5 separate regions of the Mus musculus genome follow, and all the other regions are linked to region 3. Evidence: chromatin contacts called from public HiChIP or PLAC-seq and promoter capture Hi-C data. All regions are on one chromosome and are shown on one strand. Each heading gives the region's core, a stretch centred on a gene start, on an enhancer-like site or on the middle of the called end of the contact. The rest is flanking DNA. Distances are from core to core; before and after follow the strand shown.

Region 1 (4,079 bases), core at 913-3,412, 1.5 Mb after region 3:
CAAATATTCCAATCTTCCGTTGTATGTAGACTGTAGTACAGAAGCCGGGAACGTGTAAAAGGGAGGGGGAGGGGCTTGTGGTGGGAATAGTATGATTCGGATGACATAACGTGGGAAACAAAATGAGGAGAGGGCTCCACCTAGGGAGGACGAAGGGAGGTCAAGGCGGAGGGAGGAGGAACAGATAACCCCAAGGGTGTTGGATAAAGCCTCAATGAATCACATTACTTTATATGTACCTAAAATTATACACAATACATATATATTTATCCTATATTAAGTAAACCCCTTAGGTTGGCAATGCTCCCAATGAGAGCCATAGGCTAACAAACCCCAGGCACCGACATGGCCTTCCCAGGGGTCAGTCTTGGTAGTCCAAGTGACTCCCAAACAGCATAACCTATTGCTGTCGCTTCCTTGGTTTTGAACAGATGCTGAGGCTGATGAGGTGACTCATGGGCAGTGAGCACTGACTGCTCCTCTGACAGACCCAGGGTGATGTTCTGCACTAATGTAGTGGCTCACAGCAGTCTGTAAGTCTCAAGGGATCCTGGACTCTGTGGTTACCAGTATGCAGGAGGTGCACAGGCATGCATGCAGGGAAGACACTCACACACATAAAATAGAAATATTAAAGAGAGATCCTTGCCGAGACTCATTCTGCCTGCTTCCCCAACTTCCCTGTGGTTCCAACAGGGTTAAAGTTCCCAGACTTTATCCTGGAGAATTCTAGAATCAGACAGGCCCACAGGGCTTCCCTCACTGCTCTATACTCTGAGCAGGCTGCTTTCTAAATCCAGATAAAATAATTCCCTGCTAGAAAAACAAGCATGGGGTAGCTTTCCTGTTACCTGCAAACCTGGGCCTCTAAGATGGTATTTTTTGTGGATTTCAGATAGTGTGTGGAATTCAGAGATGCATCAGGAAAGGGCTGAGTAACACTTCATTTTATTGTTCAGCACTGGGAATTTGATATTAGGGCCTCACCACCAAGGCGTGCTCTCAACCTTGGAATATGAATATATATATATATATATATATATATATATATATATATATATATATATATATATATATATATATATTTTTTTTTAATCTGAGAAAGAGGGTTTGAGACAGGGTCTCACATAGCCCAGGATAGTCTTTTGCATTTGATCCGCCTGCCTCCACCTCCTGAATGCTGGCATGACAGGTGGGCACCAACAATGTTTGGAGACAATCAAGGTCTCATGTAGCCCAGTTGTCATTAAAATTGCCGCAATCCTCCTGCTTCAGCTTACCAAGTACTAAGAAAGAAACACACACACACACACACACACACACACACACACACACACACACACACACACAACCACCTCAGAAAGAAACACACACACACACACACACACACACACACACACACACACACAAAACCACCTCACTGTTTTTCAAACTACCTGAGAAATTTTGGGCTCTTGCTCTAGGTTAGAGCTTTCCTTGAAGTAAAAACACTGACCGGTGCTCCAAGTCCAGAGCCCTAACTGTCTCTGAGGAGCAGCTGCCCAGCCTTAAGAAACAAAGGTTTCCGGGACCAGGGATCCGGAATCTGTCGTTACCCCGCCTCCCGTGTTTTTTTTTTTTTTTTTTTTTTCTCCCCTCCCCCAATTTGCAGCCAGCGGAGCAAAAAGGCCATAAAACAACAGAATAACCCTGGAAGGCCGGTCGGGGTGGGCTTAACAGTGCTTTCCAGCTCTTTGCAGAGATGGGGTGGGAGTTTGCTGGGGTCGTGGTGACCTCTGTTCTTGCAGTCCGAGGCCCCAGTTCTCCGGTTCTCCCGCAGGGAAGAGCCCCGCCCGCATTCCTCTCATTCTCCTCCCTGCAAACATTGTTTATTTGTTTGTTTTAAATTAGACTCAGCCAGGAATTCCTTTCTCTGTCTGGACTTGGAAGGAGCCTGGGGGATGGGGTGTGAGGAGTTAGACTACCACTACAGCCCAGGCGTGGGCACAGACATTCCGCGGCAAAGTCCCTCCCACTTCCTCAGACTTCCACAGCGGGTGATTTTCTTCCACTCTTCCATATATTATCATAAACCCCGAGCTGCGTACTTGGCTAGAGTCGAGCTAAGGACTGAGTCTGCTCCCAGCCTCTCACTGCGGGGTTCTAGGCAGGGCTCCACCCCTGAGCACACACAGGGCTCTAACTGGAGGATTCTAGGCAGGGAGGGTCCTTAGGATCCTTGTGGTCACACCTCCAGCCCTTCGCTGTGTGGGTTCTAGGCAGGGGCTATACCACCAGAGAGCATCAAGGTAGGAAGAAGGGGTTCCTGCCACCTACAGGCTGGGCTGGAACCCAGTATCCAAACACTAGCATATCCCTCAACATCCCTGTCCCCCTTTACACTCCTCCTGTCTACGTCCCACACAGCCATGAGTCTGCTTGCTGTACCATGGAAGAAATTCCAGCAAGTTCAAGCAATTCAGGTGCACGTTACTGCCTCTGAGGGCTGGAAAAACCTGCTAGGGATGTCTTTGGCCCAATTTTCTGAGTTTGGAGGTTTAGATGTGATCTCCCATCTGTCTCTGGTGATGCCCTAGTGGCTCCTTAGACATTGCCAAGCTTGAAGGACTACAGGGCAAGGAAGGGCTATGCAGGGTGCCTGCTGCCTGCATTGATTTTTGCCTTTTTGAACATGGTCTCATGTAGCCAAGGCTAGCTCAAACTGGACATGTAGCTGAAGATGACCTGGTCCTTCTGCCTCTATTTCCTGATTGCTGAGATGATGGTCACGTGCCACCAAGTTCTGTTTGTGTGGTGCAGGAGATGGAACCCAGTGGGTCACTCCTGGTAGCCAAGCCATAGCCAGGCGGGAGCATCAGGAATTTGAGGCCCTACTGGGCGACACAGTGGAAGCTTGACTCAAAAGATAGAGAGATGTGCCGGGTGGTGGTGGCCCACGCCTTTAGTCCTAGCATTTGGGAGGCAGAGGCAGGCAGATTTCTGAGTTCGAGGCCAGCCTGGTCTACAGAGTGAGTTCCAGGACAGCCAGGGCTATACAGAAAAACCCTGTCTCGAAAAACAAAAACAAAAACAAAAAAAGCCAAAAACAAAAGATAGAGAGACTAAAAGGGAACCTAACTTCATTCCATGGTTTATTTCTTTTTTTCTTTTTTCTTTTTTCAATCCTATTTATGGGCTGGAGAGATGGCTCAGCAGTTAAGAGCACTGACTGCTCTTCCATAGGTCCTGAGTTCAAATCCTAGCAACCACATGGTGGCTCACAACCATCTGTAATGAGATCTGATGCCCTCTTCTGGTGTGTCTGAAGACAGCTACAGTGTATTTACATATAATAAACAAATAAATCTTTTTTTTTCTTTCGAGACAGAGTTTCTCTGTATAGCCCTGGCTGTCCTGGAACTCATTCTGTAGACCAGGATGGCCTCAAACTCAGAAATCCACCTGCCTCTGCCTCCCAAATGCTGGGATTAAAGGCGTGTGCCACCACGCCCAGCTAATAAATCTTTTTTTTAAATCCTATTTATTTACTTATTTAAAATTTTATTTCTCCTCCTCCTCCTCCTCCTCCTCCTCTTCCTCTTCCTCCTCTTATTCTTCTTTTTAGATTTATTTATTTATTATATGTAAGTACAGCTGTCCTCAGATACTCCAGAAGAGGGCATCAGATTTTGTTACGGATGGTTGTGAGCCACCATATGGTTGCTGGGATTTGAACTCAGGACCTTCAGATGAGCAGTTGGCGCTCTTAACCACTGAGCCATCTCGCCAGCCCCTTATTTCTTCTTTTTTATTTGTTTGGGTGTTTTGCCTGCACATATGTTTGTGTACCGTGCTCATGCTTGGTGTGTGTAGAGGTCAGAAGGTGTTGGATTCCCTAGAACTGGAGTTAAATACAGTGGTAAGCTACTACATGGGTGCTAGACATCAAATGGAGTCCTCTGGAGAAGCAGCCAGAGTCCTTAACCCATGGGACGTTTCTCTATTCCGTTTGTTTGTTTATTTATTTACTTATTTTCTAGACAAGGTTTCTCTGTGTAGCCCTGGCTGTCTTGGAACTTGCTCTGTAGAGTAGCTTACCC
Region 2 (4,100 bases), core at 398-2,897, 1.3 Mb after region 3:
AGGGTTGGGACATGGAGAATCCCAGCCTGCAGGTGCTCTCAGGGACTCAGGGTGGAGAAAGGACTCCTGTCTGTCTGGCGTGGTGGCTCACTCAGGAGGCTGGGGGAGAACTGCAGTGACTCTGAGGGCAGCCTGGGCTACAAAGTAAACAGCGTGGTTATTCAGGTTCATACATATTCCATAGTTCATTTAAACTGTACATTCCTGTGGTTTTAATGTTGTCGTCGTGGCCATCACCCCACCCTTCCCCAGCTCTGGGAATGCTGAGCCACTTGCTATGCCTGCGTTCTCTAGTCTGGACATTTTCTGTTATGGAGTCCCCGCTGTGTGGCCGGCCTTGCGTGTCTTGCCCTCACTGAGCGCCATGTCCTCATGGTCACTCCATGCTGTGGTGTCCTGTTCCTGGCTGTGTGATACTTGGAACACATGGTTGCTCGCCTGGACCCTGAGTGCACACACAGCTGGCCACTGTGTCACTGCTGCCTGTCTCCTAGGACCCCTCATGCCTCGAGGACCTCTCCAATGCCTCTGTCTTCTCTTCATCTGTGGATTCCCTGTCAGACATCCCAGACACACCTGACTTCCTGCAGGCTGACAGCCTCAACGAGGTGCCTACCATCTGGGATGTCAGCACCACCTCAACTACCCATGACAAGGTCAGCATTCAGGGCACCTCCAAGGGCACTCTGGTGACACAGGTGGACAGGTGGCAGAGCTTGTGATTGACAACAGTGTGTTCAGGCCTGGGTTATAAGGGGTCCTATACCCCAGGCTGGCGGGCCAGTCCCACAGCCCTAAAGGCCTCCACATACCCCATGTCCCCTCATGCCCCATACTGGGTCCCAGCTGTTGTATACCTGCTAGGAACACAGCGATTCCTAGAGAGAGTGGAAAGCAGTTTGAGTTTATTTTTGTTTGGTTTCATTTAGTTTCTGAGCCAGGATCTCACATAGCCCAGTCTGGTGTCAACTTTACTCTTTTAGCCAAGGTTGCCCTTGGGCTACCAATCCACCTATCTCAGTCCCTGAATCCTGGGGTGACAGGTGTGTGCCAGCATGTCTGACTCTAAAGGTAGCTTGGGTCACCAGTTCTCATCCCAGGCTCTCCACCCTCAGTGGACCTGATGGATGGTCTACTGTGACTGACCGCCACTTTGAGGCAAGCAGTGTCTCTCAGGGGACCCTAGCTTCTGGGGTCAACTTCTCTCTGTCCACCCACTCAGCAGGCAGGTGACTGTGGGACACAGAGGCTTCCGGGTGTGCAGGACTCTGACCTAGAGGGATCTTAGCCAGCAGTTATTTTTGCCCCCAGGGGACACTAACAGTGTCTGGGAGGTATGTATGGTTACTCTGTCGGGAGCTCCTGGCATGGACTAGGCCTTGCCAGGGTCTTCTAGATGGAAGCTTCTAGACTTTGAGAGTGTAAGTTAGGGAGGCTCCCAGGAGTCTTCAGGAAGGAAGCCTTGGTGCCATACAGCTCAGAGTTAAGGGCTGACAGTGCAGTTGGTGCAGAGCCAGCAGGACCGGCAGTCCCTGTGTGTCCCCCACCCCCTACTGTGTGGAGCTATGAGATCAAGGCCACAGGGTACTGCCTATCCTGCCCAGGGCCCCAGGCTGCCTGGACCAAGCGCCACAGCCATATCTGAAACCCAACACCCTGTGCTGCTCCAGCCCGGAACATGACTCAGCCTTCCAGGAACCTCCACAGTCTGTTTGGGTTTTTGTTAATTTAAGAAAGAAAAAAAAAAAAAAAAAAAAAAAAACAAGGCAGGAGGGTTGAGTGTGGACTTGTAACCTTCCCAAGCTTCCGCTGGCTTTCAACACCCCTGGCCCTGTGCCCAGCAGAGCAAGGGACATGTGACAGTGACTGTGCCTGAAGTGCCTCAGAGACTCCTGTCCCCCCTCAAGGATGCTGCATCTGAAGCAAGCCCTCCAGGTTAGGGCTGGAGGCTGAGCAGCTGTCCCTGTGCTGCCAATCAGAGGGACTGTGGCTCAGTGGGGAGAGTGCTCCCTGGCATGCACCAAGCCCTGCGCTCCGTCCTCAGCACCAGATGGCCCAGGTGTGGTGTTGTCCCCGTAATCCCAGCACTCAGAAGGTACAGGGAGTTCAGGGTCACCCTCGGCTCGTTAGGGTGTTTGAGAAGACCAGCCTGGGCTACATGACCCTGGTCTGAAAAAGACAAAACAAAACAAACAAACTAAGGGGTATGATGCCTTTACCGAGGACACAGGCTCTGTCCCCAGCTTCTACATGGTGAGCTCAGCCGTCTGTAACTCTAGTTTCGGGGGGTCTGGCACCTTCTTCGGGCCTCGGTAGGCACTACCTTCACACAGTGTGCTTTATATACATGTAAGGAAAGCACCCATATGTACAAAATAAATCTTTAAAATCTATCTGTATGTCTCTAGATTGAGGAGTTGAGAATCAGTGTGCAAAAGAGAGCCATGTACCCTGAGTGGCTTTAGACTCAGCCCGCAGGCCAGGCCACACCACTTGTCCAGACCTGGTCAGCACTGTGGTCCATCCATATCTCCTACAGAGGGACATTTGCAGTTTGGTCACAGTGTTGGGGACATTCTCACTCTGTTGCTCACAATAGAACCTTCACCCCGAGGAGGCCCTCAGCCCCCCCCCCCCCCACACACACACAGGTAGTAGGGCAGTTCCTTAGCACAGATTACTCCCAAGGACATTTGCCCAGCCCTCAGGGCCCAAGTCTGCATCCTGGGACTATCTGGCTGGCTTTTGTCCACTTTTCCCTGGACCAGGGGCTACCATCTTGGGGTCTCCCATGTGCCACAGAGACACAGACTGTTGTCAGCCCTCCCTACCATGGTCTGCCAGGTCCCAGGATGAGTCAGGCAAGGCTTTGGTCCCTGAGGCTGAGCAGTCCCCTGTCTAAGGACACAGACACTGCCATAGAAGGCCATGGCTCACACCCTGCCCTGCTGTCCCCTACAGCTGTTCATACCTAGTGGGCCATTCTCGGCTCCTGAAGACCCGGTGACTTCGCTCTCCAGCACTCCACTTCTCATCAGCTATCAGGTGATCTGAGTGGCTGCAGTGTTTCCTGGGGATCTAGAGATACTCCGAAGGCATCTCCAGTGTGCCATGCCCTGGGCAGCCTGGGTGCTGGGATGCCCTACCCGTTTTACAGTTGGGAAAACTGAGACCCCACCTTAGGGCTGAGGGCAGAGCCACGTCAGTGTGCTGGGGCCACTTTGTGCAGCATCCCTGCTGCCCTTGGGGAAGCTGGATCACTGCAATGTGGACCAGACCCCTGAACTGTCACCCACCCCCTATAGTCACACAGCCAGCCTGAGGAGGAAGAAGGGGAGGAAGAGGAGGAGACTGAGGAACTGGGCCATGCTGAGACCTATGCTGACTATGTACCATCTAAGTGTAAGTGTCTGGGCCAGGGATGGCACGGAGACACCACTAAGAAGACGGGTGGGTTCATCATCCACAGTGTGGGGCGTCAGGAGCAGGTTGTGTGTGCAGTGGATGAATGGCATCCTGCTGGCCACTCTTCCTTTGTCATGTGCCAAGTCTGCCTGCCCTCTGTCCCCTGTCCAGCCAAGATTGGAAAGCAACACCCAGACCGTGTGGTTGAGACCAGCACACTGTCCAGTGTTCCACCCCCGGACATCACCTACACCCTAGCGCTACCCACCTCAGACAACAGCACCCTGTCTGCCCTACAGCTGGAAGCCATCACCTATGCCTGCCAGGTAGCTGGCCTCCCCCCCCCCCCCCGCCCCAGCTCATAAGGAGGGTGCCAGGCCTCCCCGCCCCACCACCACCCCCGCCCCAGCTCATAAGGAGGGTGCCAGGCATCCCCGCCCCAACCCCCACCCCCACCCCCAGCTCATAAGGAGGGTGCCAGGCCTCCCCGCCCCGCCCCCCCCACCCCAGCTCATAAGGAGGGTGCCAGGCCTCCCCGCCCCGCCCCCCCCCCCAGCTCATAAGGAGGGTGCCAGGCACACAGGCCTGACCCACCTCTGTTCATGCTCACCACAGCAACACGAGGTCCTGCTGCCCAGTGGGCAGCGTGCTGGTTTTCTGATTGGGGATGGGGCCGGCGTGGGCAAGGGCCGCAC
Region 3 (4,405 bases), core at 666-3,165:
GGCCATGTCCCCTGATGGGGAGGCCATAGTCACCGGAGCTGGAGATGAGACCCTGAGGTTCTGGAATGTCTTCAGCAAAACACGCTCTACAAAGGTAACATGGCAGGGTGGTGGGCAAGCCTGCTGTTGTGTCCCTGGGCTCTCACAGCCCTGGCACACAGTCACCTGCATCCCCTGTTCCCAGGAATCTGTGTCTGTGCTCAACCTCTTCACCCGGATCCGATAGACCCCGCAGGCGGGATGTGAAGCCCACAGGCAGAGATGGAGCAGCCAGCATGCATAGGCCTTGCTGTGCCCGCCTTCCCCAGAAGCATCTGGCGGGCGGGAGCCGGAGACCCCAGAGTCTCATTAAATGCCTCATTGTGAGCTGTGGAGCCAGTGTCTGGGACGGGGACATGGGGACCCTCAGCCAGATGGACACTTGCCACCTGTTACCACTGCCCAAGCCATATTGGACACAGCTGAGCAGGAGGCTGAGATCCCATGAAATCCCCAAACCCAGTGTCACCTGGGGACCTGAGCCGTTGTGCCCCTCTCTGCTGCCACTCCAAACCAGAAGACCCTGGGAGGCACTGGCAGGGACCTGGGCCTCTCACCCTGTGACACTCTTAACTGCGTTGACTCTGATTGCATTGCCACCCTTTGTCTGTGTGTGCGCCTTCTGTAACCCCTCCCCGTGGGTGTCAGCTCACCCTGTCCCTAGCCAGCTGCCTTGTCTGCCTCTTCCTGGCTGCCTCTAAGCTTCCTGGGCCTCCCTGTCTTCATACCCCATCTCCACTGCCCCTTGCCTGGGGATTCCCAGTGTGGTGGCTGTGGCCTATGGTGTGTGCACGTGTGTATATATGTATTTGTGACACCTTGGGGTCGGTCTCCTGTGTTTTGTTGCCTTGCCCCAAAACTGCTGATGGCTGGAGAAGCCCCTGGGACACAGTCACTATGGGGTTGGCTGCCTGCAGGCCTGTGGGAGTCATAGCCTTGTGAGCTAAGTGGGTTCTGCACTTAACAGGAGTTTAAGGTTCAGGGCCACCTGCTGCTGTTGACATCTGTACCCAAAAGCAAAATGCCTTTAGATGTGCACTAGTGTCACAGGCCCTTGTGACCTCCTGTTGGTGGAAATCCTGCTGGGCGTGTTCCATATGCAGGGGTAGGTGCAGCCTGCCTTCTGATTCCTGGCTGACCTTCTTGGTGTGTGTGGTTCAGAAGGCACCTGCCCTGGACAGAGCAGCCAGCTGTGACTGTGAAGGCCATGAATGGGAAGGGCTGGTATACAGGTCAGGGTGCAGGTGAGTCAGAGAGTAAGGACCAAAGCCTACAGAGCCAGAACTGCAAGCAGGGAGGGCCTGTGGCTTGGGCTCCCACCCCACAGCAGTGTCCTGGGTAAGTTGGCCAGGACCCTGACTGGAGCAAGCTTAGCATGTTGGTGACCAGAGAGGGGGAGGTGATGTCTGGTGAGAAAACAGGAACCCAAGTGGAGCGCCGCCTATACAGACTGTAAAGGGTTGACTGAGCTATGAGATTGGTTGTTGCTGTTTATTGTCATGAGATACACAGGATGCACTAGCAGAATGAGCAGGCCCTGGGCTCTGCATGTTCAGCGATGCCACCAGTGATCCCAGAGCATTCTCCCCAACCCAAGACTTAGGTATCCACTTCCTTCTGTGGATCTCTAGATCATGGCCCATACTTTGTGGCCTTTGTCACTGTGCCCTTACTTGGATGTGTCTTGAGGACAGAGATGGGGTGGAGACCCACGCTCTAGAGGGCATGACCTCCCGCTGTGGGGCAGGGAGGGGGGAGGGAACACTTTGGGTCCCAGCCCCGCACCAGGAAGTAAGCTGAGGTCTTAGACTGTGGCTGCCCGCTTCCCTGTTGCTGGGATACCTTTGTCCCTGTCAACAATGGCCCCAGGGCCTTGGTGACTAGAGCCTCTGGGCAGGCAGGGCCAGACATGGAAAACGTGAGGCGGGAGGCTACTCGGCCCTCTGTTCCCTCAGGCACCCTTGAACTCTACTTCCCCGACCATCTCTACCGGTGGGTTCCTGCCCTTGGTCCCTTTCTTCACCCAGACCCCAGATCCCCTACCCCTACCAGCAGCTCAGGTGGCTGGGATGGAGGTATGCAAGGGTTGTAAGTTAGGCATTTGCACACACCCACTCCCAAGCAGACAGGTGCTGCCACTCATACTCCCAAGCAGAGGGGTCTATTGATTCTCCTGTCTACAGGTGCTGCAGTGGCAGCCATGTGCCTGAATGCCCTCCCTTTTTAGATTCTTGTGTGTATCCCGAGCTGTTCATAAGCCCACAGAGATCCTCCTGCCTTGGCACACTTAGTGTCGCCACCCACACCTAGCAGAAAAGTCCCATTTCATAGGTCTGCTCACACTTGGGCCTTCCATGGTGCTGATGACAGGCCACCTCACGTGGGTCCCTTGCAAGCCCCACTCCTGCAGCCTGCATGGCCTCCCATGCATGCACCATCTGTGGGGAGTTACAGGCTAGGCACACCCTTGGTCCCTCCTTCCCCCAACAGCCATAAGTGGCTCAAGGCTGAGGCAGGATTGCTGCCAGGTCAACACTGACAACTGCCTCAAACAGGGCCATTCTCGGCTACAAGATATAGACTGCAGGTGGGAAAGTGCACAGAGGAGATGGGTAGAAGGGGATGACTCTCACCCAGCACCTTGGCAAAGAGTTGGGACAGGAAAGCTGGCTGGGACCAGCAGGACGCCCTGGCTCAGTCCCCACCCTCCCTCAGCAATGACTACGTGTCCCTGGAGGGGCCCCGTTGGGCGCCGGCCATCAAACAAGCCGTGCGCTGGAAATTCACGCCCATGGGACGGGATGCGGCCGGCCAGGTGTGGTTCACCGGCCTGACCAACTCAGAACCTGGTGATGCCTGGTACAAGCTGCCCCGTGCTCTTGACACTCCGTACCGCGAGGCCCACACGCGTTGGCACGGCTGCTTTCAGAGTCGCCAGCGTGGCCTGCCGCCCGGTGAGTATCCCACCTCCGGTCGTGCACACCCGTGGGTCTCAAACTGACACCCTCCCTTCCGTGCCTCCCCGCAGCCTACACACAGCACTTGCGGGAGATGGCCTTCTGGGACCCCGCGATAACCGCGCAGTATCTCAACTCAGGCCCGCGCTGGGGGTGCATGCAGTGGAGGGACAGGCAAATCCGTGGCAAGGAGTTCGGTGAGCTGAGGGGATGCGGACAGGAGGGGGCCGGGGGTAGTACTGCACGTGGGTCACTCCACTCTCGGAGGCAGAGATAGGGGGATTTTTGGTCCCGGAGGCAGCCTGGGCTAGCTAGTGTCAAAAGAAAACAATATTAAAAAAAAAAAAAAACGAAAAAATAAGGAGGGCTAGGCCAGCAATGGGCAGAGGTGCGGGAGCGCAGGATGGGCGTGGCCTGGTGGGCTCGGTCAGCATAAGGATTTGGGAGCCCCCCCCCCACCCCCGGCCCCGCAGCTGCAGAGCTCGTCCGGTCCTGTCCGCAGTGGTCACCAGGAACCAGTTCGGGGCAAAGCTGCCCTGGCGGTCCGACTATGTGCCGCTCCTGTCGCTGCCACAGCGGCCGCGCTTCACCGCGCAGGACTTCAGACAGCGGGGCCTGCAGCGGCCCTGCCCGGCCATCGGCCAGCCTCCTCCGGCTTTCACACCCGCGCTCTGATAAAGCCGTGCTACCGACCCGTGTGTCCGTGTCCCCGTAAGCCAGGTGATCTCTCCCACGTGCAGCCCGGGCATGTGTCCCCTACAGCCTCCCGGTAGGCTGGTGCATCCCTGTCAAAAGTGGGGCGAGGCACAACGGGCCCCTAGGGCTCACTCAGCAAGCTTGGCCGGGTACACCCACCCGCAGGCCGTGCCCTCTGATCCTGAGCAGGTTGGGGAGGGGGCAGGGTGTCTGCCTGGTCCTTCATAACGTCGCCCTGGGGAGCCAGAGGTCAAGGCCGGTCTCGCGGGTCCCCTGTAATAAGGAGTGGAGTGGCGTTGGGAAGGGCGGGTCCCAGGTTGCACCCCGCCCCCACCCAAGTCCTAGTAATGGAGACCCACGGTTGCGAATGCGGATGGGCCAGATGAGGAGGCTGCAGAGAGCCAGAGCCGCGGCCACACCCACGCCGCCTGTCACTGCTGTCATCACCCAGTGGTAGAAGCTGATGCAGGCCCCACAGCACAGCTCAGAGCTAGGGAACAGAGGGTGAATGAAGGACAGGAGAGAAAGGTCCAGCTGCTGGTCCCTGGGGAGTGCCGCAGTGTCTCCTGAAACTGCCTCTGTGGTTTCCATTTCAAGTTCCAGGGGACCCTAGACACATACCCCCAAATATGCACATTTGCATGCGCTTGCTCACAGTCCCCTGCAGCCCACAGCCCTGCCCTTGGTCTCTTGGCTCCTGCACGGTCTCCTCA
Region 4 (4,636 bases), core at 185-2,684, 1.5 Mb after region 3:
CAGGCTGGCCTCGAACTCAGAAATCCGCCTGCCTCTGCCTCCTGAGTGCTGGGATTAAAGGCGTGCGCCACCACCTTCGGCCCACTGTTTTTGTTTTTATTTCTTTTTTTGTTTTGAGTCACAATCTCAGTCTATAGAGCAGGTTATATCAAAACTCACAGCAATTCTCCTGCCTTACGTGACTGAAAACTGCACACACACCACCAGCTCCTCTTTGCTGCTCCTTTTGTGCTGGGTGTCTCTGTATGGCCATCAGGCCTGGGGAGCTTGCTGTTCCCATGAGGAAACTCAGAAAACATGAGGCTGAGGTAGAGTCTGGGAACACAGCAGTCAGTTTGGGGAAAGCATTGAGACAGTGAGAATAAACCCATAATATTTATACGTGAGCCCTGCGGTGCCTGCGTGCTCGTGTTTATATTTGAGCCCTGCAGTCCTGCGTGCTCATGTTTATACGTGAGCCCTACAGCCTCTGTGTGCTCATGGGTCCTTTCAAAGGCCCTTTTTGGTTTTTTTGAAAGAGGGTGTCACTATGCAGGCTGACCCCATGGAATCCCCCCGCCAGTCTCACAGAAAGAGAGAGGAACACAAGCAGGCTTCTTGGTCCCTGAGACCAACCCTAGCTTGACCTGACCTTTGGGGACAGGGTCTCTCCTTGGCTTGCTGCTTGCTGCTTAGGTGAGATGGTGGCTGGAGAGTCCTGGTGATCCTGCCTTCCTCCTGTACCCAGGGCAGAGGGATTCGAACTCAGGTCCTCACGCCTGCAGCACAAGTGCTTTACAGATTGAGACATCGCTCTGGCCTCCACACCACTCCCTTTTTAATGATTTTAAGACAGAGTCTCACTGTGTAGGCCAGGCTGGGCTGGGACTTACAACAATCCTCCAGACTCAGCCTCTTGAATACTGGGACGTCAGCCGTGTACCACTACACTCAGCTTTCAACAGAGAGTTGCAGGGTCTGTCAGCCTAAGTCCCACTTCCCAGTGGGTCACAAGAGTTTGTTAAGGGCCTGGTATACAGTAGGTGCTCAGCAGATAGTGACTATTCCGATCTAACATCTTAGGGCCTCAGTTTGTCCCATCCAGGATGGGGTGGGGTCAACCAGTGGGTACATTTACAGGACTGCCTCTGTGGAGAGGAAACCCTTGAAAACAGCAAGCACTGCATAAGTGCACATTACAGTCCTTTATCCTCAAGGCATCAACTGCCCAGGGTCAGGAGGGTGAGGTGGCCCTGGTGGTTGGACAGAGGAGAGGTGGGACGGGGACGAGGGGGAGAGAAGGTAGAGGACAGCCCCTCCACCCCTGTGTCTTTGTCTCCTTTTGCTCAGGCGCCCAGGGACCTCACCATGGAAACGGACTCCAGCGAGCCGCGGGCACGGAAGGCGTGGGGGCCGAGGAATCGGCGACCGTGAGACGCAGGGAGGCAACTGGAGGCGCGGGGCGCGGGATCTCGCCTTCCCCACACTGCGCCGCGCGCTCCTAGGTCCCGGAGATCAACCGTGCTCGCGCAAGGCGCACAGAAGGCACGCGCAAGGGGCAGGGACGAGACCCAGATTGCGGTCCCCGCGCAGGGCCAGAGACCCTGAGACCCGCAGAGTGGGAGGCGGAGGCGCCCAAGCCGGGGGCGGGGTTGGGGCGGGGCCGAGCGGGCTGCAGAGCGCGCAGACAAAGAGCTCACGCGCCGCACACCGCGCCCGGGCCTCGCGTCCCTCCCACGCGGGGACCCTGGCTTTGTGTCCGCGCTTTGCAAGGGACTCCGCCCTCCTTGCTCCCTCCAGGTGAACGAGCCGCGTGCGCGCGCGGGGGCTCCGGCCTCTCCCTTCCCCAAGTTCCCCCTCTGCTCCAGCCTCAGTTTCCCCGAGCCCTCTTGGCTAACCCTTATCTCCCCACCTGGAGACTCCATCTGCGCAGCTCCTAGTCTCCAGCCTGCCTTTGTCCCCCTGCAATCTCGGCCTACAGCGCCAACGTCACCATGCTTGCTATGAAGGAGAAGAATAAAACGCCGAAGGACAGCATGACACTCCTGCCTTGCTTTTATTTCGTGGAGGTGAGTGGGGGTCGCGGTGAGAGATCTTCGTGGCAGGGAGCTTCTGAGACCGTCCACTTCATGCTGCAGGAACAGGAACCCGCACCGCGGAACCAGGCCACCTGGAGTTGAGATGGGGATGAGGCTGGTTCCAAAGGCACAGGGTTTTACAGGTCGAGTAGGAGTTGCAAAGCCTCAGAAAGGTCCTTTAGAATGTGGGAACAGATGGGGGAATGCTAGGATGCTGGGCGTTCCTTTAAGGACAGGGTTGAGAAGCTCAATTGGGGGCGGGGGGGTGTGTGCTGGAAATTGGGGCATTGGAGGTGAACAAGCCCCAACTAGTGAGGGTGGGTGGGTGCTGGGTACTTGGCTCTGCAGTACCCGAGGTGCGTCTAAATTCAAGCACTCTTCTAATGGCATGACTGTGTGCCCCACGCCCAATCTCCACCAGAGCTCGTCAACCCCTCGGTGAATCCAGACAGCTGTGGTGGAGAGCTGAAAGCATCTAAAAATAGAAAACAATAAATGCATTCACTTGGTGCATACTAAGTGTGGAGGGTTGCGGTTTCCTTTGAATGGCAGAAGCTGTGAGCCAGGCAGAGTCTCAGAAGCCCCTGATCAGGCTGGAGCCCAGCCTTCTGTCCTCAGCAGGTGACCTGTGTGAGCCACAGAGCATTAGGGGGAATGCTTATGTCCCAACATGACATTTAAGGGTGACTATAGCCCACTCCAAGGCTCTGCCCAGCCCCTCAGACCCACTCTCACCAGAATCCTTTGAAATCTTTCCAGAATTTGCTTTACAGCTATTTTTTTCCTCACTCAATTTAAAATGATTTTCATGTATGTCTTTAGTGCTGGCTACAGAATCCAGGACCTGGAGCTTAGACCTGAGGTCTACACCTGACCACGCCCCCACCCCACTCACTGGGGAATCCTAGGCGGGCCTCCACCCTGACCACACCTCCATCCTTTACTGGTGGATTCTGTGCCCCCAGTTCCTCACTGGGGGATTCTAGGCAGGGGTTTCTACCCTGACCACGCCCCCAGCTCCTCCCTGGGGGATTCTAGGCAGGGGCTCTACTGCTGAGCCAGGTCCTCAACCCCAATCTGAGATTTCACTCTGCAGCCTGGGCTGGATTGGAGTTTGAGATGTATCCAGGTCAGGATCTCAGCAGCTTTCCCGTCTCCGCCTCCCAGGTGTTGGACATGCACACACCACCATGCAGAGCTGAGATCTGAAATCCCTTTTGAATTTGTGTGTAGGTGCTTAGGAGCGCGTCCCCCCCCCCCCCACTGATGCGTATGTTGAGCCAGAATGTAGGAGGAATGATGGGTGTTTTCCTCAATTGCTTTCTTATGGGGCTAAAAGCTTGCTAGTGTCTGTGTGTCCTCACCCTGCACACCCAACTATGGCCACCTTGCTTTGTGGTGCGGGGGTCTTGAGGCACGTGCAAACCAACCGTTCACACCCCCCAAGGAAGTTTTCCTCTAATATATTTTTTAAGGTTTTAAAATACTTATTTAGTGTGTGCGCATGCGTGAGCGTGTAGGTGCGTGTTCTCGTGTGTGTGTGTGTGTGTGTGTGTGTGTGTGTGTGTGTGTGTGTGCTTGTGTGTTTGTGCATGCACGCATACTTGCCATGGGTTTCTCTGTATAGCCCTGGCTGTCCTGGAACTCACTTTGTAGACCAGGCTGGCCTCGAACTCAGAAATCCGCCTGCCTCTGCCTCTCAAGTGCTGGGATTAAAAGCGTGCGCCACCACGCCCGGCTTAGCCAGAGCTCTTAAGCACTGAGCCATCTCTCCGGCCCTGTTCTGTTTCTGTTGAGACTGATTCTCCTTAAGGAGCTCAGGCTGATCCAGAAGTCAGAGCCATTCTCCTGCCTCAGCCTCTCAAGTACTAGGATGACAGGCATGTGCTGCCACCACTCCAGGCAGAGGGAAATGAAGCAGTTCACACGCCCTGCTGTGTTTGCCCACACTGGCACCTGGCACCGTGCGAGCAGCAGATCTTAACCAGAGTGCGGACCTACGGCTGTCTTCACACACTGTTTCTTTATCTTCAGTCCAGATGCTGGTTCCCTTCTGTTGGGAACCGAGGCTCCAACAAACACGGAAACTCTTACATGGAGAAGAGCATGTAGGAGCTGACAAGACAGCTCTGGTAAAGGCCTCTGCAGACAAACCTTGGGTCCCTCGGACCTGCCCGCATAATGGAAAGATAGAATAGATTCCCACCACTGTCCTCTTTTCTCCATGCCCATTCACATACACACGTGCACAAATAAAGACAAGTAGTAACTGAGCAGGGCGGTGGAGGCGCACGCTTTTAATCCCAGCACTCAGGAGCCAGAGACACACAGATCTCTGAATTCAAGGCCAGCCTGGTCTACAAAGTGAGTTCTAGATCAGCTACATAGTGAGACCCTGGAGAGAGGAGGAGAGAGAGGGAGAAGGAGGAGATAATGTTCTCACAGGTCACAGCCTCCTACTGTATTCTGCATGAGACTTTTTAAACTACATGGAAAACTCAGGGAGTGGCTTGCTGAACACAGAAGACAGTGTCAAACAGAGCATTCCTACACATGTGGTCAGCAGCGTTATAAAGCGT
Region 5 (4,499 bases), core at 1,180-3,679, 1.3 Mb after region 3:
CACCTCCCTGGATCTCTCTGGATCTGTGGGAGGGAGTGACTGGGAGGACTGGAGCTGCGTGCTGGGCACAGCTCTGACAAGTGGTTTCCGGGGAGCAGCGGGGGGGGGGGGCGGGGGGGGCTGAGTCTGGTGCCCGACCCATCTCACTGAGCTGCCAGAGACAAACAGGAAGGAGGTGAAAATAACTCTGGAGGAAACGGACGGAGCCATCATCAACTGCATGCAGGAGAAAACGGAACGGGGCCACTCACTTCCAGTACCTCCCGTGGCCTCTGCTTTAACACCTTCCGTGTTCTGCAGTCCCCCAGTGCTGCAGCCAGGGTCCTTCTGCCTCTGCAGCCCTCTGTCCTCACACAGTGCTCCTTACATACAACCTCAGTTTCTATGTATCTGAGCAAATGCCTAAGACATTCCCCCTGTAGGACCAGGCACGCCAGCAAACTCCTACACATCCTTCAGAACTTTAGTTGACACATGCACTTCTTTTCATCCTATTTGAAACCTCCTCATATCCCCCCCCCGCCCTTTTTCTTCTTCTACCTTTTTTTTTTTTTTTTTTTTTTTTTGGCTTTTCGAGACAGGGTTTTTCTGTATAGCCCTGTCTGTCCTGGAACTCACTTTGTAGACCAGGCTGGCCTTGAACTCAGAAATCCACCTGCCTCTGCCTCCCAAGTGCTGGGATTAAAGGCGTGCGCCACTTCTCTCTCTCTCTCTCTTTCTCTTTCTTTCTTTCTTTCTTTCTTTCTTTCTTTCTTTCTTTCTTTCTTTCTTCCTTCCTTCCTTCCTTCCTTCCTTCCTTCCTTCCTTTCTTTCTTTCTTTCTTTCTTTCTTTCTTTCTTTCTTTCTTTCATTCTTTCTGAGTCAGGGTCTCACTGTAATTCTGGCTGACCTGCATAAGACTCAAGTGTAGACTCACAGAGATCCTCCTGCCTGAGTGCTGGGCTGAGAGGCTGCCCACCTCCTGCCCTCCCTCCGTGCTGCTCTGAAGATCCTCACCGTCCTGCAGCACACACTCCTTGAGCTTCTCCAAGCCCTCAGCAAAGCGGGCCACATCCGCCAGCAGGGTTGAGATGTCTTCTACGCCATCAGGGAAAGCTCCCTCAGTGGGTAACTCTGCCGGACTGGCCGCAGAAAGGGGGCTTCGGTACCCACGGCCCAGGGTCCAGGTGGCAGTGCCCGAGAGCGGGAAGCCTGCTGCACTGGCATGGCGGCTCAGGCTGGTGGGTCTTTTGAGTGTCCCTGTGCCCTTGGCTACCGTGGACAGGGATGTGGCTGGTGGCTCCAGGCCGGGAGCTTCTGTCCAATCCTTCCTGGGCAGCTCCTAGGTATGCATAGGGAAGAGGAGTCAAGGGGATCCCCCATCCCAGACACTGCCTCAGTTTCCCCAGAAAGTCCTCACAGGGGTCAGAGGTCAGTGGGCAGAGAATTTTAAGCTCCCCCCCCCCCACCTGTTACCCAACATCCTCCTGTCTATAGCTTTCACAAACAACCGTCCCTACCCAAACCACAGCCAGAGGCGGGGCCTGTGGGGCACAGGAGGGAGGGGGCACCCCACTTCCTGGTGGGGGTGGGGAGGACTCTTGTGAGTCTCTAACCCTGTAGCCACCCCAGATACCTCTACGGGTGTCCACTTTCTAAAAACATGGATAACTTCTGTGACCTGAAAAGATCATCAGGCTCCTGTGTCTCAGGACACCCCCAGACCTAGTAGAGGTACCCCTAAACCTCACAAATTCTCAAAAGCTCAGCAGGCAGCAGCAGGTCCTGGAGAAACTTGGAGACCCCCCCAATCTGCTCTGTACACCTGCACCCCAGTTCAACACCAGTTCCCCATTGGCTTTCAGAACCCTAAAATTGCCCAGACCCCATATTACAGTGTAGTCACTAGACTCCAATACCAGTTCTACCCACTACCCACAACCGTCATTGGCACACGACGGGGACATCCCTCATCAAGATGGGTGACTTGGTTGCCACCCAAGGCCATCCCTACCTACCGTAATGCGGCCTCCTAGGTTCAGGCCACTCCTTGTCGCCGGCCATTCTGCCTGGTGTGGACTATAGCTGGCCCGGTTCCCCCAGCGTGGACCCAGCATGGTGTTGTAGTTGCATGCTATGCCCATCAGTGACCACAGGCTGTGGGTGTCATCCTGGGTCCCCACCCGCTCTGTGCCCCACTCACCCCTGAGGAGGACTGCGGGTTGGGGCTCCCCGCGCGGTTCTTTTTGGAAATAGAGGGAGTTTTCATAAGTTCTCGCTTCTTCCGAGAGAACATGGTGGAGTCAGCCCCAGTGGCCCTAGGTGAGGACAGGCGGGCAACGGCAGGGTGGGAGTCTGGGGGTGGTCTCAGTCCTGCAACTCCTGGTGCAGGCTGTCTCTGGACCACATTGCTCAGGGCCACCCCCTCCCCAGCTGTCAGAGCCACACGTGACTGGCTTGGCTCTCATTGGCGCATAAGTCTCCTACACAGGAAAAGGCTCCCCAGCAGAGGGAGGGAGGTGACACCTCAGATCCGCCCCCAGTGTGACTGTCCCAAGTGTCAGCTCTTATAGGACTCTGCACACTGACTCTGACACAGGTTCCCCACAGCAGGCCACCTTCCACTTGCAGCCTGTGTCCTGTGTGGCCACCCGATCCAGGCATTAGCTGACTCTTGCTTGGGACATAACATACAGTCAAGAAAGGCAGTGTCATGTGTATACTGATATGAAAGACCAGAGAGGAGGCTGAGCAACAGGTTCACACACAGATCAAACAGACACCCCCTGAGTCCCTCACCATGCACAGGTGACCCCCCATTCCCTATAATCACCAGCCTTACAGTCTTCTGGGGACCATAGGACCTGAAGGTGCCATGCCTGGGTGGCTTCCATCCAGCAACCCAGGAGCTCCACTGCCCTGCTGGCCTCCACTTAGCTCCCACTCCCACTCTGCCCTCTATATCCCAGCTCTGAGCTTCAGGTCTCAGGATCCCCAGAGGTACTATTTAATAATTTAGACACCATGTCCCTTAACCATCCCAAACTCCACTGACCTCAGGCACACTGGGTGGCTCTCGGGGACACAGCCCAGAAAGGCCGCAGCCTGCAGTACCTAGGCCCGCTCTCCAAGCTCTGGTCCAGCCACAAACCCAGCCGAGGAGCCCCTTAAGGGTCCCGTGCCTCCCACTCATAGTTGGATGGCTGGGGGTGGGCTTGGGAGGTTGTCTCAGGATGAAGACTGGCTGGCTCTGGGGTGGGCTTCTGGTCCGGTCAGGCCAGGAAAGTACCAGGGTCCTCTATACCGTCTGGAACATTCCACAAGCCTGACCTCATCTCTACTTCACGGTCAGAAACACTCACAAGTCCCGCCCTTGGGTGTCAGACCCACATAGGTACATGCAGGTCAGGATACGTGTGACTGGACACCTGGGAAGTGTCCGTGTTGCAGGCAATTCACAGCAGGACACACGCGCATACTGTACATGTGATAGTGTATGGGACTGTACAGAGCTAAGACTCCTAAAACACAAACTCAGCCGTGGCCTCATTCTCATTCTAGTTTCTTTTTATTTCCCCCAGAGCCCAAGGCTTTCTGGGAGCCAGCGTATGGTACAGAGATCCTCTGTCTGAGCTTTGCCACTCAGTCCCAAGGCAGGCATGCTCAGATCATGGTCTCCACAGAGCTGGGGTCTTCCAGGAATCGGCTGACACGTTTGGGATGCTGCCGGCCAGGTTTGGAAACCTCCTCTTCTTCAGCCTCCTGCCGACTGCTCTCTTCCTCTTCCCCTTGGTCTTTGGAGAAATATAGGAACACCTGGCAGGGCAGAGACATGGAGGGGGCAGAAATGCATGGGGTGGGGGTAGATGTCAGCCCAGGGTCCTGAGGCACCTCAGCTCTTCCCTTCAAACCCTTTGATGGTGCCCGAAGTCACCTCCTCCAGAGTGGTCTGGCTCACAGAGAAGTCCTCCACACCGTGGGCCCTGCCCTGGGCAGCCAGCTCCCTGAACACTCGTGTCAGGGTGCATCTGCCCCCCGGTGGCAGTTGGAAGCGCAGACGGCTGCCGTGCACCTCCCGGAGTTCAGCCCCAGGGAATGTGATCCTGATGAAGGCTATCGCCGGCTCAGGCTGGTCCGGTGGGACCCTTAGAGTCAGTGTGTGGCCAGCCCCGAACCTGGAGGGGACAGGACCAGGGATGCAGGCCATGGCCCCTATTGCTCCTCGAAATCTCGATACTCCCTACTAGACCTGTCCTTGGCCTGTCTTGGACACCTGGACCCAACCCAATTCCTTCTCACCCTACCCTGCTGCGAGCCACGCCCACGAGTCTAAGAGACTACGCCCACTCAGAGGACCTGGCACACCTGTATCGAAGGACAGACACTCCTCACCTCCCCTGGACTCCATCCAAAAAGCTCCTCTGAGCACTTCCACCTTTCCAGGCTTCCCTCATACAGTCGGGCTCTGCCCCTATGGTGCATATGGCCCGCCCCTATCTTCTAGCCCTAACCACACCCAC

The links. Promoter capture Hi-C pulls out the DNA fragments that hold promoters and counts their contacts. HiChIP or PLAC-seq counts read pairs in DNA pulled down with a chosen protein or histone mark. Capture Hi-C pulls out chosen DNA fragments and counts their contacts.
Region 1: a contact with region 3 is called in a FOXA1 HiChIP or PLAC-seq map of pancreatic cancer cells. The contact joins the enhancer-like site here to the promoter of 4930404N11Rik in region 3. A contact is called at or near these places in 1 of 39 promoter capture datasets (liver), 2 of 115 datasets of contacts at active chromatin or transcription factors (bone marrow-derived dendritic cells and pancreatic cancer cells) and 1 of 9 other capture datasets (liver).
Region 2: a promoter capture Hi-C map of liver shows a contact between it and region 3, with 3 times the contacts expected there. The contact joins the enhancer-like site here to the promoter of 4930404N11Rik in region 3. A contact is called at or near these places in 3 of 39 promoter capture datasets (liver and pre-B cells), 1 of 115 datasets of contacts at active chromatin or transcription factors (pancreatic cancer cells) and 1 of 9 other capture datasets (liver).
Region 4: a contact with region 3 is called in a promoter capture Hi-C map of hippocampal neurons, with 2.8 times the contacts expected there. The contact joins the promoter of Plppr3 here to the promoter of 4930404N11Rik in region 3. A contact is called at or near these places in 2 of 39 promoter capture datasets (hippocampal neurons and neutrophils), 2 of 115 datasets of contacts at active chromatin or transcription factors (bone marrow-derived dendritic cells and embryonic forebrain) and 3 of 9 other capture datasets (adipose tissue, liver and pancreatic islet).
Region 5: a promoter capture Hi-C map of liver shows a contact between it and region 3, with 5 times the contacts expected there. The contact joins the promoter of Arhgap45 here to the promoter of 4930404N11Rik in region 3. A contact is called at or near these places in 3 of 39 promoter capture datasets (hematopoietic stem and progenitor cells, hippocampal neurons and neutrophils), 1 of 484 Hi-C or Micro-C datasets (B cells), 1 of 115 datasets of contacts at active chromatin or transcription factors (stem cell-derived neural progenitor cells) and 1 of 9 other capture datasets (liver).

The regions. Positions count from the first base shown.
Region 1 is chr10:79,838,929-79,843,007 of GRCm38.p6, reverse strand. No RefSeq gene overlaps it. Among named protein-coding and RNA genes, the nearest start is that of Ptbp1, 13 kb to the left of the region's middle. Within about 2 kb of position 2,162, at least 285 of the 459 cell types and tissues checked have an H3K27ac peak or open chromatin away from gene starts, as enhancers often do. A contact at or near this core is called in bone marrow-derived dendritic cells, liver and pancreatic cancer cells, where this site is marked.
Region 2 is chr10:80,068,913-80,073,012 of GRCm38.p6, reverse strand. Sbno2 (strawberry notch 2) reads left to right here. Exons shown (of 32, transcript NM_183426.2): 5 at 495-656; 6 at 2,962-3,045; 7 at 3,306-3,402; 8 at 3,577-3,731; 9 at 4,021-4,100. Among named protein-coding and RNA genes, the nearest start is that of Gpx4, 17 kb to the right of the region's middle. Within about 2 kb of position 1,647, at least 215 of the 459 cell types and tissues checked have an H3K27ac peak or open chromatin away from gene starts, as enhancers often do. A contact at or near this core is called in liver and pancreatic cancer cells, where this site is marked.
Region 3 is chr10:81,363,330-81,367,734 of GRCm38.p6, reverse strand. 4930404N11Rik (RIKEN cDNA 4930404N11 gene) reads left to right here and starts at 1,915. Exons shown (of 4, transcript NM_001014836.3): 1 at 1,915-2,031; 2 at 2,755-2,993; 3 at 3,068-3,193; 4 at 3,499-3,711. The coding sequence starts at 1,949. The coding sequence ends at 3,671. It overlaps Mfsd12 (major facilitator superfamily domain containing 12), which reads right to left. Exons shown (of 10, transcript NM_028657.4): 9 at 4,052-4,182; 10 at 1,510-3,965. The coding sequence ends at 3,943. It overlaps Fzr1 (fizzy and cell division cycle 20 related 1), which reads left to right. Exons shown (of 14, transcript NM_019757.1): 13 at 2-94; 14 at 185-856. The coding sequence ends at 226.
Region 4 is chr10:79,871,432-79,876,067 of GRCm38.p6, reverse strand. Plppr3 (phospholipid phosphatase related 3) reads left to right here and starts at 1,434. Exons shown (of 7, transcript NM_181681.2): 1 at 1,434-2,048. The coding sequence starts at 1,974.
Region 5 is chr10:80,014,602-80,019,100 of GRCm38.p6, reverse strand. Arhgap45 (Rho GTPase activating protein 45) reads right to left here and starts at 2,429. Exons shown (of 23, transcript NM_001142701.1): 1 at 2,183-2,429; 2 at 997-1,321. The coding sequence starts at 2,275. It overlaps Abca7 (ATP-binding cassette, sub-family A (ABC1), member 7), which reads right to left. Exons shown (of 47, transcript NM_001347081.2): 46 at 3,914-4,154; 47 at 3,529-3,795. The coding sequence ends at 3,643.